2 separate regions of the Sus scrofa genome follow, and region 2 is linked to region 1. The links are chromatin contacts, called in public HiChIP or PLAC-seq maps. All regions are on one chromosome and are shown on one strand. The core of a region is the stretch at or near the end of the contact, and the rest is flanking DNA. Distances in the headings are between cores, read along the strand shown.

What was found. HiChIP or PLAC-seq counts read pairs in DNA pulled down with a chosen protein or histone mark.
Region 2: an H3K27ac HiChIP or PLAC-seq map of skeletal muscle shows a contact between it and region 1, with 16 times the contacts expected there. The contact joins the promoter of HSPB7 here to the enhancer-like site in region 1. A contact is called at or near these places in 1 of 5 promoter capture datasets (fetal skeletal muscle), 18 of 47 Hi-C or Micro-C datasets (adipose tissue, alveolar macrophages, embryonic fibroblasts and 12 more) and 2 of 2 datasets of contacts at active chromatin or transcription factors (alveolar macrophages and skeletal muscle).

The regions. Positions count from the first base shown.
Region 1 is chr6:74,968,978-74,973,694 of Sscrofa11.1, forward strand. No RefSeq gene overlaps it. Among named protein-coding and RNA genes, the nearest start is that of FBLIM1, 42 kb to the left of the region's middle. Within about 2 kb of position 1,909, at least 60 of the 83 cell types and tissues checked have an H3K27ac peak or open chromatin away from gene starts, as enhancers often do. A contact at or near this core is called in adipose tissue, alveolar macrophages, embryonic fibroblasts and 7 more, where this site is marked.
Region 2 is chr6:75,172,450-75,177,182 of Sscrofa11.1, forward strand. It overlaps HSPB7 (heat shock protein family B (small) member 7), which reads right to left and starts at 2,469. Exons shown (of 3, transcript NM_001243388.1): 1 at 2,170-2,469; 2 at 1,513-1,646. The coding sequence starts at 2,365.

The DNA.
Region 1 (4,717 bases), core at 659-3,158:
CACAATGGGATCAGCAGCTTCTTGGAAGCACTGGGACCCAGGTTCGATCCTCGGCCTGGCACAGTGAGTTAAGGATTTAGTGTTACTGTAGTTGTAATCCTTGACCAGGGAACAACATATGCCGTGGGGTGGTCAAAAAAGAAAAAAAAAAAAATAGTGATTATTAAAAAAGAAGAATTCCCAGGTAGCTCAGCAGGTTGAGGATCTGGCATTGTCACTGCTGCGGCTTGGGTTCAATCTGGGGACCAGGAACTTCCTCATGCCATGGGCTTGGCCAAAAAAAAAAGCCCAAATAAAAAACCAAAAGCCAACAAGCTGTTATCAGAAAGGAAACTGGTGAAGTGTGTAAGGTACACTCTCCGTGTGATCTTTGTAACATTTCTGGAAATCTAAAATTATTCCAAAATTAAACATTTATTATTGGGGAGCTCCCTGGTGGTCAGTGTAATGGTTAAGACCCATTGTTTTACCTGATGCAGCCTGGGTTCAATCCCTGGTCTGAGAACTGAGATCCCACATTAAGGGGCTGCAGCTGGAGTTCCCGTCGTGGTGCAGTGGTTAACGAATCCGACTAGGAATCATGAGGTTGCAGGTTCGATCCCTGCCCTTGCTCAGTGGGTTAACAATCTGGCGTTGCCGTGAGCTGTGGTGTAGGTTGCAGACGCGGCTCAGATCCCGTGTTGCTATGGCTCTGGCATAGGCCGGTGGCTACAGCTCCGATTAGACCCCTAGCCTGGGAACCTCCATATGCCGCGGGAGCGGCCCAAGAAATAGCAAAAAGACAAAAAAAAAAAAAAAAAAAAAAAAAGATGCTGCAAGCTGTAGCAAAAAAGAAAAATATATATTATTTTTAAAAGTAACTAGAAGGGAATTCCTGTGGTGGCTCAGTGGTAACAAACCCAACGAGTATCCATGAGGACGTGGGTCGGATCCCTGACCTCACGTGGTGGGTTAGAGATCTGGTGTTGCTGTGAGCTGTGGTGTAGGTCGAAGAGGAGGCTTGGATCTGACCTTGTGGCTGTGGTGTAGGCCAGCAGTTATAGCTCCTATTCGACTCCTAGCCTGGGAACTTCCATATGCCATGGGTGCAACCCTAAAAAGACCAAAAATAAATAAAATAAAAGAAATAAAACAATAAAATGTAACTGGAAAAAGAGAAGCCTGTGAGTTCCAGGAGTCACTGCCCACCATTGACAAGAGGACACAGGACAAAGGAAGCCATTGAATGCTTTTCTGCAAAGGGCACTGTTTGAGGCGGGGGGCAGCGTCTGGAAAAGGAGGAGGGGTTCCATGGATGGAGGAGAAGGCAGGGAAGGTAAGGTGGGGAACCCCAGCCCAATTTATGGGGATTCCTGATGGTTCTCAATTGTTCTCAGGACTGGAGCAAGCCCCTGGTGGCCCTACATGGCTTTGGCCAGACTGGCAGTGTAAACAAAGCTTTGAGGCTAGCATTCCCCAACCCTGGTGGCCTGGGAGTCTTAGGGTGCCGTGGGGGGAGGGCTAGGGCTCCTCTCCACCCCAGCAGACAGCAAGCAGATGCCAAATGAGGGATCTCAAAAAATCAGGATGACCTTGAGCCAGTGTGGGTGGCAATGTTTTTCCATTCTGTAAACAGAACACAAATTCCTCAGGAAAGAAAATACAATAGAGCCCAGGAATCTTGATCTGGTCCTTTAAAACCGGGGTGGGAGGGGGGTGGGCGGCTGTTGCAAAGTTCAAGTTCCCAGGCAGAGACTGGCTGGAGCTAGAGAGAAACCTGAGAGGTATTAGTCTGAAGGCCTGCTCAGAAGGCAGGTCCAGAAAGGCCGGGGAGGGTTATGAAAGCTTTGCTTGGGGATGTGAGTCATGGGCCAGGCAGCTCAGGGCTGTGGCCTGGCTGAGCCCAGCTGGAACCTCCCTTGAAAACCTACACCTCTCAACGAGCACCCTCTCCCCAACCCCTGGGCAGGGCAGAACTCGGGTGGCCTGCCCCTAGCGCCACGTGGAAAAGACAAACAAAGGACCTGGCTGGCCAGGAGCTTCCAGCTCATGCATTTGTTTGTTCATTCATTCATAAAATATTCTTTGACCCCTTCTGTGTGCCGGTCACTGCCCATGGCACAGAACTCAGTTTAATGAGGAAGAGATGCATACAGCTGACAGGTCAGGACAAGAAAACTGGAGAGAGCATGACATCCACTGCAGGATGAGTGGGGATCTGCCAGTCAGGTGCTGTTCCAGAGCATTCCAGGTGTTTGCTCTCTGAGTGGGGCATTTGCATGTTGCTGGGGGTGCGAGAAGGGGCGAGGATGAGATCCAGTCCAGGGTAGGACCAAGTCGGAAAGGACCTCCAGGGCTGTGTGCAGAGGGTGGGACTGAAACCCTGAAGGCAATAGCCAGGTGCAGGAACCCCAAGCCCTGGTGGAATTCCGGAGCCGGGAACCAGAACACATTGAGTGCAACTGCCTATTCGCACAGAAGTGGAGACTAGAGCCCAGAGAGGGTGTGCGTCCTGCCAGGCTCACACAGCAGGTAGCATCATGCCCAGGTGTCCTGACTTCCAGAACAGGGCTTTCCCACCCCCTCCAGCTGTCTCCATGATCTCCCAAGACCTGCTTGTGGACCCAGGCAGGTGTCTGCAAACATCTCAAGGTGGAGGAGCGAAGGGTGTGGGTGGAAGAATTAGGTCAGTGTTTTGAACAGGCTGACCCAGGGCGGAGGATCCCCTCAGGGGAGGGGAAGGCGGGTGAGCTTCCTGCAGGGGTGAGAGTTGACTTTTGCCCCGAGGGACGAAGTGAGTCACGGGAGCAAGGCTCACACTTCCTCCTTCCTCTGGGCTTTGAGCTCAGCACCTTGGGGGGAGGCGCAGCCTGGGTTCCTGGGGGCGGCCCTCCTCCTTGCAGGTCCAGGCTCGGGGTGCCGGCTGTCTGCACTCCCCCAACTCCTCCACACTCCCTTTCTGAGGCCCTGGTAAGTTTCCATTTGGGGCTGACTCATTCTCCACCCATCACGTGGACCTGGGCTGCAGGCGGTCACAGCCTTCCCTCTGCCTGCCTGCTCTGAGCACAGCCCTCCCCCTCCCGCCCCCAGCCACGTCCCCTCCCCCATCCACAGAAGGATCCCAGGTGGCAAAGAACCTGTGGCTGCCCAGCCAGTGGAACAAAGTAATGACTGCAGGGACAGCCTCTTTGGAGACCAGGTCACCAGGGAGCTCCTGGACAGAGGACCAGAGATAATGTCCCCAGTGGCTGTCACTGATTGAAGGCCTACCATGTGGCAGTGCTAATATAGCAAACAGCTCCAGGGGCAGGATCATCGATGTCCCCATTTCACTGAGAAAAGGGTCCATAGTCAAGGGGAGTGGATGACCTTGATATTGAGCAGCATCAAGGGCCCACTCAGGACTCAGGTCATGGATTTAAAGGAGGATGGGGGAGTTCCTGTCTTGGCGCAGCGGAAACGAATCCGATTGGGAACCATGAGGTTGCGGATTCAACCCCTGGCCTTACTCAGTGGGTTAAGGATCTGGCATTGCTGTGGCTGGCATGAAGGCCGGCAGCTGTAGCTCCGATTCGACCCCAGCCTGGGAACCTCCATATCCAGCGGATGAGGCCCTAAAAAGCCAAAATAAATAAAGTGGGATGGGGGCGGCCGAGGAGGGGGAGTTCTCTTGCGGCACCAGAGGTTAAGGATCCAGCGTTGTCACTGCAGTGGCTCGAATGGCTGCTTTGATGTGGGTTTGATCCCTGGCCTGGGAACTTTCATTTGCCATGGTTGGGGCCCCCAAATAAATACATAACTAACGGGGGATGGGGCGCTGGCAAGGTGGCCTGTTTTCCTCCAGCCACATCCAGCTGCCCAGGAGCAGAGTGGGCAGAGGGCTGGGTTTGACGATAGTGTTGGGATTTTGCCAGGAGTGAGGAAGGTTGTGGAAGCAGTGGGTGCCTGGGTAGCAAGGGCAGTGAGGAAAGTGGCGGGGGGGCGGGGAACAGGGGACGGGGTCGGGGGGAGGTGGCTGCAGTTGGGGCACCAGAGGGAAGGAAGGAGGTGAGGGCAGAGGTCGTTCAGTGGAAATTATGGAGGCGGTGCAGGCCCTGGTCACAGGGCTCTGAACACTCTGCTCTCAGGATGTGAGGTGTGTCCTCAGCCCACAGGACTGAATATTTATGGTGTGAATAAGTGGCTCCACGTGGGGGAATCTGGGATGCGGTGACTTAAAGAATATTTTACTTTCCTCCTTCTACTGTGTTTTTTTTAATAACAGTTTTATTGAGCTATAATTTACATACCACGAAATTTAGCCTTTTCAAGATTTGAGGGTTTTTTAACTGTAGTTTTTGGCATATTCATAGAATTGCACAGCCATCACCATGATCTAATTTCAGAACATTTGATGACCCCAAAAAGAAACTCCATACGTCATTTCCCCATCCCCTCCACCCCCTGGCAACCACTAATCTACTTTCCCATGGGTTTGCATATTTTGGACATTTCTATAAATGGAATCATACAATACATTGCCTTTTGTGCCTGCCTCCTTTCATTTAGTGTTTTCTTTTTTTCTTTTCTTCTCTCTCTCTCTCTCTCTTTTTTTTTTTTTTTTTTTTTTGGTCTTCTTAGGGCTGCACTTGCGGTGTATGGAAGTTCCCAGGTCAGGGATTGAATCAGAGCTGCAGCTGCCAGCCTCCACCACAGCCACAGCAACGCCAGGTCTGAGCCTCAGCTGCGACCTACACCA
Region 2 (4,733 bases), core at 1,219-3,718, 200 kb after region 1:
GGGCTCCCATGTGCTGAGAGGTTCTGCTCTTAGGTGCAGAGGCCCTGCCTAGGGGCTGGCCAGGGTAGGATGGGCGCAAAGATGCTCAGCGGCGCTCCAGTGGTCCCAGGGGAAAGGCAAGGGGTTGGTGGGGGAGCTCCGAAGGAGAGGAGGCTTGGTGGCAGAATCTGGGGCTCCTGTGTGACAGGAGAAGGCACAGAGCAGAGCCGAGCCCTCCTGGATACCCAGACACATTGGTGTCCACCTCCGGGGCTGGGCTGGCAGCCCCTCCCCCACGACCCAGCCAGCACATGGTGTCCAGAAGAGCCTGGGGCGGCTGAGTCACTGGTGGGGGTGGCAGGGCTGCCACATGCTGCCCACTGGTCCTGGTGCCCATAGTCCCTGGCTTCCCCGATGGAGGTGCAGGGCATCCTCCCATGCTGGAGAAAGAAGCTGGGCTGTCCGGTGGGGTAGCTTTGGGCCTACCCTCTTCTCTAAGGAGCAGCTGTGGCTCTAACCCGCTGGGGGCAGCCCCCCTCCTCAGCCAGGGCCACACCCTCCTCGAGGGTGCAAGTCTCCTGGGAGTTAGGACGTAGAGGCCCTAGTGACACAGTGACCCTGAGATCCATGGGCAGAAGAATTGTGGGGTTTGGAGTGTGTGTGACCTTGAACTGCAGGGCTGCTGCCTAGCCTTGAGCTCCATTCTGGGGTCCAAGAGGGAAGACGGCTTGAGGGCTGTCCCATGGGGGAGCTCCTTCCCCCTAGCCGCCCAGGTGAGCCCCCCACCTGACCACACACCTGAGGGAAGAGCTCTCCTCTCACCCCCCCTTCTCATCTCTCACCTCCTCTTACGTCCCCCTCTCTCTCTCTTTTTTTTTTTTTTTTTTTTGAGCCACAGCAACGTGGGATCTGAGCTGCATCTTAGACCTACACCACAGCTCACGGCAACGCCAGATCGTTAACCCACTGAGCAAGGGCAGGGATCGAACCCGCAACCTCATGGTTCCTAGTTGGACTCGTTAACCACTGCGCCACGACGGGAACTCCACCTCCCCTTCTCATCTTTCACTGCCCCTTCTCATCTCTCCTGCCTCTTCTCACCTCTCACCTCCTCATCTCTCACCTCCCTTTCTCACCTCCTCTCACCTCCCCTTCTTACCTCTCACCTCCTCTCACCTCCCCTCTCCTCCCAGCCTCAGGTGCCCCACCCTCTGCCTCCTCCCGCCGCCCCCCATCCCCTGTGGCTTCTTCTGCTGCCCTGGGCTCCTGAAGAAAGGATCTGGGAATGCAACAGTGTAAATCAGCTACACTTCAAAAATAAAATAAAATTTAAAGGAGGATCTGGAAGCCTCCAGGCAGAGAGCGGCAGTAAAGGGGGCCCCGTGGCTACAGGAGCAAGGCCCCCAGTTTGTCCTGAAGTTTTAGGGGGCACTGGTTAGGGTGCAAGGTCCCAGGATGGGACATGAGAGTGGGGATGCTGGACAGAAGGTACCTGTGCGGAGCCCCCAGTCTTAGGGGAGGGGGCGGGCTCACCTTCTCAGCTCGCACCTCAATGTGGTTGTTGGAGGTGGTGACAATGATGTCTTCAGGTGAGAAGTCACTCACGTCCACTGCAAACTCGTAGGCATCGCCCAGGGTCTTGATGTTGCCAGGCCCCCCGGTGCGGGCTGTGGGGAGGGCTGCTGTGAGCTGAGCACAGGGCAGGCTGGCACCCAGGAGGAAGGTTTCTGGCTCCTTCTCCTTGGGGAAGGGGCGGCCCCCCAGGCCTGACCTCCCTCTCAACTGTGGCTCCTCAGCTGCCCTGGCCGTCCCTCCTCATTTCTCGAAAGCCACCTCTCCCAAGGTGGGGAAGGGCCTTACTCGGCACCGGTATATGACACTGTCCATAGCCACTCGTCCCAGGCCTGGACTGGGGATGCACCTTGCCCGCCCCCCCAACACATGCAGCTCTCCGGGGCTCCAGAGAGGGCCTGGCCACAGGGCCTTTGGCCCTTGGCACCTTAGCTGACCCCCAGGCCAGAGCGCTTCCTGGGAGGCCTGCCTGGGGCCACATCTGTCCTGGTGGCCCTGCAGCTGTGCAGCACCTGTTCCTAGCAGCTCAGCAGCCGCAGCTGCATGGGGTGGTGGCCTGGAGCAGGTGTCCCCTCCCCCGTGTGCCTCCCCTCCCCCACAGCGCCCCCAAGCACTTGCCTGGAAAGGCCAGGGGCTCTGAGTGGGGCCGCATGAAGCTGCCAAAATCCTCGGAAAACATGCTCAAGGCCTTCTCCATGGGTGGGTCCTGGGCCGGGAGGGTGTGGGAGGCCGAGGAGGACGAGGAGGAGGAGGAAGAAGAGGAGGAATGGAAGCTTCTCTCCGCTCTGAAGGTGGAGGAAGTCCTGTGGCTCATCCACGGGCAGGCGGCCGGGCCCGGGCTGGGCGCAGGGGCGGACAGGAGAGGGTGCGGACAGCCAGCTCTGGGGGAGCATGCGGGGCCCTGGCCGGCGGTGCTTTATAAGGCCCGACCGTCCCTGGGCGCAGGGCCAGCCCCTTGTCTACCAGCTAAATTTAGTCCTCTCCATGGCCCAGAGGAGCTGGAAATCTTCTCCAGTGAGACGGCCCTGCTGACAGTTCGGCCCAGGCTGCCTGTGAGGCTGAGCTCACAGTCCAGCATTCCAGGCTGATAACTCCGCATGGGGGGCCTCCCAGGGCAACGAGGTGGGGGCCCATGCTGTTCCCTTGCCACTCAGACCCCTGCCCCCCTGCCCCGGGACCTTGTGTGTGCAGGCTTTCTGTCTCTGTCTCCCCCATCAGACGGCAAGCTCCTTGAAGACATGGTTTTCTCTCTTTCCTGTCCTGTCTCCCCCAGAGTTCTAGCCCTTGGTGAGAGGGATCTGGGTGGCAGGTGATCAGGACAGAGGGGCCCAAGCCTCTGACTCTGGGGAGGACAGGAAATGCAAGTCAAGAGGTCAGAGGGGCGTAGAGGACCCCCACCTGCTGGACCCCTGTGGGAGGTGAGGGGTTCATCCTGCAGGACAGGCGATGTTCACAGCCATCTCTTAGGAAGGACGGAGACAGCCCTGAGTTGGGGGAGGGGGTGGAGAAGGTGCCACTGTTGCCCTGGCAGCCCCTCCGGGGACCCAGATTTCATAATTGTCCCCCCTCCCCCTCCCCCCGACTCTGGAAACATTAACGGACCCAAGACGAGAAAGCTCAGGCAGGGCTGGTGGTTGGGCTGGACCCAGGGGAGGAGAGCAGAGAGTTCTGTAAAGGTTGGTAGCAACCTAAAAACTTACATTCCTAGGAATGGTCCGCTTGACCTCCAGCTCAGGGGAGATGTGGGGGGTGGCAGGGGGCAGGGCTTCAGCAGAGAGAGGGGAAGGAGGCCCCCACAAGACAGTGGTTCCAGCTGTGACTCCTGAGGTGCCTGCTGGGCCCAGGCTCCAGGTGGGCCTCATCTGATCCTCTCCCTTCTTGGGAAGGGGATGTTCTTTCTTCCCATTTTACAGACAGGGAAATGGAGCCTCACAGAGAGCCTGGGGCTTGCACGTGGGTAAGGGGCAGAGCTGGGATTTGAACACAAACGTGTTTGATCCAAACTCTCCAGGAGGCCAGGGTGACCTGAATATTCATGTAGGGAGCCTGGCTGGCCTGGAACACCCTGAGAAGCCCCTCCTGTGCCCACCCACGGACCAGTGGAGCCAGGATTGACATCATGCAGGACCAAAGGGGTGAAGCGGGGGAGGGCTATTCTGGGAGGTTCCTGGGGCCTCTGCTCTTCTCTCCAAATCCTGCCCTTCCTCCCCAGATCAGCTCTGGTTCCTCTTCCCCCAGGGAGGCCTCTCGGATGGCTTCAGCCCACACAGGGGGTCCTGCCCAGATGTCTGACGTACTGGCAATGTTTGCCCAGCCTGGCACCTGAGTGTGGCGTGGTTTTCCTGTGTCCTCTGCCGTGACCTCTCTCCCCTGTCAGACTGGCAGTTCCCTGGGGCGGGGGCCTGCCTGTCTCCCCATTAGGCTGGGGGTCCCTGAAGGGGGGAGTGTCCCTCTTCTCTCTGGCTCCCACAGAACTCCATCTCCAGGGGTAATTACTGGAGCTGATGGTCCAGGAGGTGGGGCCAGGGTGGAGCTGGAGCAAGAGGGGTCTGTCCCACAGTGGAGATTCCTGCCTGGCCTGTGTCACCCATTCTGGCCAAGGGGGCTTCCAGGAGAGCTGCCAGGAAGTTACCAGCATTGAGGTGAGATGGAGAGAGGGTGGTGGAGGGGGTGGGGTCCCAGAAGCCTGCCGCCCGCCAGGGAAACAGGAGCCAGTGGCTAAATGCAGACACACGGTCACGATGCTGAGGGCCTGAGTCACTGCTCCTGGACGTCAGATCTCATTACCCACCCCCGCCCACCATTCCTCCCCTCCCCCATCCCAAAGGCGTCGCCCATACATGCACTGGATCCACTGGCTTCAGTGACCGGGAGGGACCCTGAAAGGTCAAAGAGGCCATTCCCCCGTCCCTGTGCATGACTTTCCCTTCAGATTCCAGGGACAGAAGGTGCTTCAAAGATGATCCAATCCCAGACCTGCCAGGGCATCCCAGTCACCTGGAGGAATTTCGAACAAACACAGACTCTTCACATGTACCCCCCAGGATTCTGACTTGGGGTCTTGGGAAGGGACCAGGAATCTGCTCCCTTCAGCTCCCCACTCAACAGCCCCTGGGCCAGGCTTTGGAAACCACTCAGCACTCAGCACGTGTCTATGGGCTCTGTTCTAGGCTCTGGGGGAC